Linked DNA regions of Zea mays: region 1 is linked to region 2. A link is a contact called in public Hi-C data. All regions are on one chromosome and are shown on one strand. The core of a region is the stretch at or near the end of the contact, and the rest is flanking DNA. Distances in the headings are between cores, read along the strand shown. Region 1 has its middle 22 kb from the start of LOC100273693. Region 2 has its middle 38 kb from the start of LOC100285049.

Evidence for each region. Hi-C and Micro-C count contacts between places; a contact is called where the count stands out from the background.
Region 1: a contact with region 2 is called in a Hi-C map of leaf, with 4 times the contacts expected there. The contact joins two enhancer-like sites. A contact is called at or near these places in 7 of 25 Hi-C or Micro-C datasets (ear, leaf and tassel).

Annotation. Positions count from the first base shown.
Region 1 is chr1:248,886,837-248,890,054 of Zm-B73-REFERENCE-NAM-5.0, reverse strand. No RefSeq gene overlaps it. Among protein-coding and RNA genes, the nearest start is that of LOC100273693, 22 kb to the left of the region's middle. Within about 2 kb of position 1,579, at least 10 of the 20 cell types and tissues checked have an H3K27ac peak or open chromatin away from gene starts, as enhancers often do. A contact at or near this core is called in leaf, where this site is marked.
Region 2 is chr1:248,790,328-248,793,093 of Zm-B73-REFERENCE-NAM-5.0, reverse strand. No RefSeq gene overlaps it. Among protein-coding and RNA genes, the nearest start is that of LOC100285049, 38 kb to the left of the region's middle. Within about 2 kb of position 1,478, at least 17 of the 20 cell types and tissues checked have an H3K27ac peak or open chromatin away from gene starts, as enhancers often do. A contact at or near this core is called in leaf, where this site is marked.

The sequences.
Region 1 (3,218 bases), core at 330-2,829, 97 kb before region 2:
TGTAGTAACAATATATATGCTAAATTGAAAAAGTGTGAGTTTTGGATTTCATAAGTTGGATTCTTGAGCCATGTAATCTGTAACACCCTAGGTGTTACAAGAACTAAAACTTTGGCATGTCATCATAAGCATCAACATCATCTTGCTTGATACACTTAGAATGCATTCACTAGGTCAAAACATTCAAACCAAAAGTGATGTGTTGTGTTGTTGTGAGTAAGAGAGGTTTGAAAACCTTGCTTGAAATTGTGTATGAGCAAAGCAACTCCTAAACCGAGGATATTTTGGCAATTTGTTTTGAACGCCAAAGTTGGGTTTTAGGTTAAAGAGCAACAATGCTTTTTAGTGATGGATCAAAGTTGAGATGTCGTTTGGAGAAAAGCAAGCATAGTTGAAACCCTAAACTAGCCCCAAAAGTGAAACTTAAAATCTAATGAGAGTTTGCTCAAAGTCCATATACCAAAGTTGTAGAGCTTGGAAAACTAAGCAACTTTCATATTTGGAGATTTGTATCTTGTGTAAAAAAATTGAAGTAATTTGCAAAAGTTCATAATTGGTCAACTTTTGGATTTCTGAAAATTGTGACCTTGAGCTGATTTTGGATCCATGTATCTTTCTATCTTTGGATTTTGACAGATGTTTGCTATAGCAAACTTGTTGAGTGACTATAGGGGAACAACTTTTATTAAGTGTTATTGCCCTAGAACCATATGGAACTAGGAGAAAAAGTGGTATAAACTGGGTTGACGTATTTTGGATTTCAGACTTAGTGCAACAAACTGAGTCTAAATTTTAGTGTTGTTAGTGCAGTTTTGGAGCTTCTTTTTGGCTAATAGATGAAGTTATGGGTTGTGGTTTTTATGGAAGAGTTGAATACCATATAATGGTGCACAAATCTCCTTCAGCAAGTTTGGCTTTATATGGCATGAAAAATGGAGTAAAAAAGTGCTTGAACTTTTGCTGTCAAGCGTGTGGTGTGCAGTTTCTGGTTCAGTTAGCTGAAACCGAGTTGCAGTATTTTTACCCAACTTTGGAGCTCTATAGCTATCAATTTGTGAGCTTTCGGCTTTAGGTTGCTGCAGAAAATTTGTGGAGCTATATTTTTTAATAAGTTTGGTTGACGGAGATCTCTTACAACTAAAATTTGTGAGTAAATTGAGCTCAAAGTTGCTCTGTCAGATAGGTGTGTGCTGAACGAAATTTAGTTAGCTGAATTGCTGTAGTTCGGTGATGTTGCTCCAACTTTGGAGTTCCAAAGTCAGTTGAGTTTTAACTATAACTACTAGCTATTGAAGCAAAGATGGAAAGCAATCCTCAATAATCAATTGTTAGTAAAATGGATTCTTGAGTTAATATATAAAGTTGGGTGTAAATTGGAGTATAAATTCTGGGTTCAGACGTGCACAGTAGCTCCTTTGTCTGCTCGCCGTTGATCTGAACGCCGCCGACCTCGATATCTTTCATTCGTCGTGTGTTGGCACGTCGCAACTCGGCGTGGCACTTCCGAGCAGGTGCTGGCAATCGCTCACCTCGCTCTCTTTCCCTTTTCCTTATCCTGAGCATCAAGCACGCACGGTTCTATCCTCTGGGGAAGTCCCACTGCTGTCGCTAGGGCTGGAAACGGCGGCTCGGCTTGGCTCTGTGCCTAAACGAACTCGGCTCGGCTCGTTTATTCCACGAGCTGGCGAAATAGTTTCGGCTCGACCTTGGCTCGCGAGCTGGCTCGGCTCGACTCGCGAGTACTTATCGTTGCATTATTTAGTTAATTAATATTATATAAATTTAAAATATAAAATCATCATTCAACATTATGAGTAAATTAAATTATAACTTGTAATATATTCATCATTAAAGACTAAAATAAGCTATTATTTATAAAATTATTTAATATTCATTATTATTGCATAAATTAGTCATTTTTGCGAGACTCGCGAGCCTGTTCAACTCGGCTCGCTGCAAAAACAAGCTTAAAGAAGGGACCGTCTCGCGAGCCTCGAGCTAATTTCCAGCCTATAGTCGCAAGTCCCTGATTCCTCAACAGTCAACACACCCTGGTTCTCCCCATCGGTGGAGCAGCAGCAGCTCGACGTCGACTTCCTCAGCCGCTCGCCTTTAGCCTCGTGCTCGAGCTCCGCTGCAGCTCCGAGACGCCGGCGTGTCTCACTGCTCGACCTCTCTCGTCGCTGCATCTGGACGTACGCCGCTGCTCGCCGCACTCCTTGGTGTGCGCGCTCACCGGCACCCAGCCGTCCTCTCCACGTCGGCATCCTCGCCTCGCCATCACGACGTCGTCGTCGCGCCGTCGTGCGTGCTCCAGCTCTTTAGTGCAGCATCGTCCACCTTCGCGCCTTTGCATCCGTAGAACTCGCTGGCGTCGTCAACTATCGCCAGATCCTCCCGTCCTCTGCTGCCTCAACGTGCTCACTTGTGAGCCGTGTGCCGCCACGACTCAACTTCGGCGTGTCCTGCGCGAGCTCGCTTCAACCCGACGCGCTGCCTCAGCTCGTCCTCGGCTCCTTCCCGTCCGAACCATGGGTCGCAGCAACCTCGCCATCGGAGTAGATCCTAGCCTCCGCACCGCCGTCGTCACCCTATTTATTCGGCGTCGTTTGCCTCGCCTCACCGGTTCGTCGTTGAATTTTAATTGTTGAAACTGTCGGCAAGAGTTCGTTCGGCGTCAATTCCTGCAGATTGCCGCATCTACGTCCTCTCTAGCCAGGATCCGCTGCGGTGCCTCATTCTCTATTGGTCGTGTGGCCATGTGCCAGGGAAGGAAACTACAACCGCGATGTTTACTTGACGTCCTACCTCTGACCTCGTCGCAGTCTTTGCCGCTCACGCTCCATCTTCTTCAGGTTCGACAGCGTTATCTAAGTGTTCCAATGAATAGAATCGTTGTGAGTGTCCAGGGAAAGATTTTTCATGAGTGTTTGTAGTTGTGAGTGTCCAGGAAAGATTTTTCCATGAGGGTTTGTAGCCGGCTTGTGACTCGCGCTATTGGATCCGACCTTGTAATTTTGTATGTGTGTCGCAATCATGTAATTAATGGACAAAAGGGACTAAATGGTAAAAAAAAGTTTCGTCAGTGTTTCGGTAGCTGTTCAGTGTTACGTTTAAGTCAGATTAGTTGCAGTCTTCACGAATCTCGACTTGAGTTTGGTATTGCAGGCTTAGAGTGGCTCTCCGAAAAGTTTGGTTTATATTGGAGTGTGTTTAGT
Region 2 (2,766 bases), core at 229-2,728:
CTACCAGCGAAGGCACAAGTTTCCAACATCGCTCTATGTCACCAATTCAAAATACAATCACGCATTCCACTCCAACTCTATCAACATGTGTCAGCTCATCAAGTTAGCTTAAAGATAGTACAATAATTTTCATGGGGGAAAAAAGTTCAAATCTCCTAAACTGCCTCCAACACAAGGATAGGGTCGCCCCTGAATGAACCACAATATAATTCAATATAAATCCAAATTGAAAGACAAATGGTCTCCAAGAGAGACACTTGACAACACTTACATGTGCTCCCCGATCAATGCCGCCCATCGCCATAATGTAAAATAGATTCAACCACTAAGACACTCACCTGTCATCGGAGCAACCTCTGTTGCCCTGGATTACAACGACATCGTCATCAGGAGAGGCCTTGTCCAGTTGCTTGCCTCTAAAGTGGAAGAATGCAGAGGAGAGGAGCCTGGGCATGACAGAGCAGACGAACCAGAGACTCCGGGTCTCGAGGCCGGGCGACACCCAGATGAAGCGAAGGCGGGTGTGGAGGTCAAGGAAGAGCAGCCCCGTTCAGCGCGGGTGCCAGGACTAGTCGATGACGAGGCCGATCATGATAGTGGCCTAGATCGACACCACACAGAGTAGCACGTCGACGACTATATTCTCCGCCACCACGAGGTGCTGCAGCAACGCCACTGCCTCCTCGCACCAACCTGCCATTCCTGCGCTAGGGCTTGAACCTTCTGTCCCTGCCCGTTCCTCTCCAACCCCTTATGTGTTTTTTCCTTTTTCTTCCTTGGCGAAATGGAGGGATGGGAAGGCTAGAGACGAGTGAGGGATGAGGGGATGATCCGAGAAACACTCGCAGTTGGATGCGATTGATTAAGAGAGATAAAATAAATGAAGCGATCTCGATCGTTGGTTTTAATGGTGAGATTTGGCTAGGAGTTATTTGTTGTATGTATTTAGTGATATTTTAACTGGTAGATTATATAGGGGTATAATGTAAGGACAAACGACAATGAGCTGATTTTACGCCATTTTTGTTCTTGACACCCCCCACACACTCTCACAAACACAGCCCACGACTATGTACTAGCAAACAGACCCTTAGTAATTTTAGCACTTTATTTTTTTTGTATATTTAAATGGATGACGATAAATCTAGACATATTTATCAAATATTGTATAAATTCATCAACACACTAAAATGAATACTCTCTCTGTCCTAAAGTAAAATTTGTTTTAGAAATTTATTAGATCCACACAATAATTGATGTATGTGTTTTATATGTGTTTAAATTTATCTTTATCTATTTGAATGTAGATATAAAAATTAAGAGCTAAAATGACTAGTATTTTGGAGAAGGAGGAAGAACATAGGGAGTAAAATAAAGTAGCTTCAAGTTATGGGGCCATTTGGTTTCAGCTCAGGCAATACTCAACACCCGAAGGCCTAGCGCTGCGTCAGTCAGATAGTTAGATTGTTGTATGGGCTGCCTAGAGAGCTCCAACTAACCAGGCTCATAAAGTAGACGGGCCTGTGGGCTGAGGAAGACTGCGTACGAAGAGATGTTGAAGAAAGCATCGGCTAATTCTACGCGTTTTTAACATCTGAGCGAAGCTTTCATTCCCTCGCTGTTGGAACAGTTTCAATTGGGTCAATCCAGTCGGAGCTGAAGGTGACATGTTTTTTTAGGAAAGATGACATGTAGGAATAGGATTCGGTCAATGCCTGTGAGGTAAACGCAGAAAGCGACTTCTAGCGAACTAGTATTTTGAACTTTCGCATAAAATGCAGCCGGCAAGGATCATGACTTTAGCAACTTCCGGACCCTTGGGGTCTTTGGATGTTTGTGCAGTTTGTTTGGCCTCTTTGGATCTATCATAATTAAACAATAATATAACAGGTCAAACCAAACCATTTCTACTTTTATTTAGAGATCTAGTCTCCCTATTCAAAATAATTAATATGCCACTCTACTTTGGACATGTTTGGATCTAATCTTGCCAATATTGTTAGTAGCTGTTCGATTCGAATTAAAGCCTACTCTGCTGTAACTGTAATGCATAGAGATAAAAATATTGTAGAAGCTGTAGAAGCCGGTACGGATTAAAACCAAACAAATAGGCTGTAAAACTAACATTATTAACAAATAGGAAAAAATAAATATTTCTCACTATTTGGAGGTGTGTGGCAAATAATTTGCCATGTCAGTGACACATATTAAATGACTGCTACAGTAACTGAAAAAAATATATATTGCCCTTAGCAAATAGAGAGGCGAATCTAAATTCATTAGTTGGTGAAGATGTGCTAATGGTTCATATACGTGAATCAAACAACACTTTGCTAATAATTATTTACATACTAGCTAACTAAATATTAGCACTAGTGAATTTAAAAGCAACTATAACAAAGTGGTCTAGTCGGGCTGCAAGAAATGTTATATCAGATTTATCGTGACACCAAAGAAAAAGAAATAAAAAAGTTAAGAAAAATGGTCTACTTATCAGTAGTCAGCTGAAAATAGTCTACCCGCGGACACAAAGACACTCTGTAAAAGAAAGAAGTGATCCACAAATTTTGTCTTGTAGTGCTGCAGACACCGGGTTTGACACCAATGTGTACATATTTTTCTACGACAAATTTTGAACCCTGGATATGTAAAATATTTTGAGACCGAACTTTCACAATAGCATTGTATATATCTATCATGAAATACCTTGGCTTCAAACAATAGCCGCCTGCCCTGGCTTTCTTTTATGAAAAATTTTCTTATGTG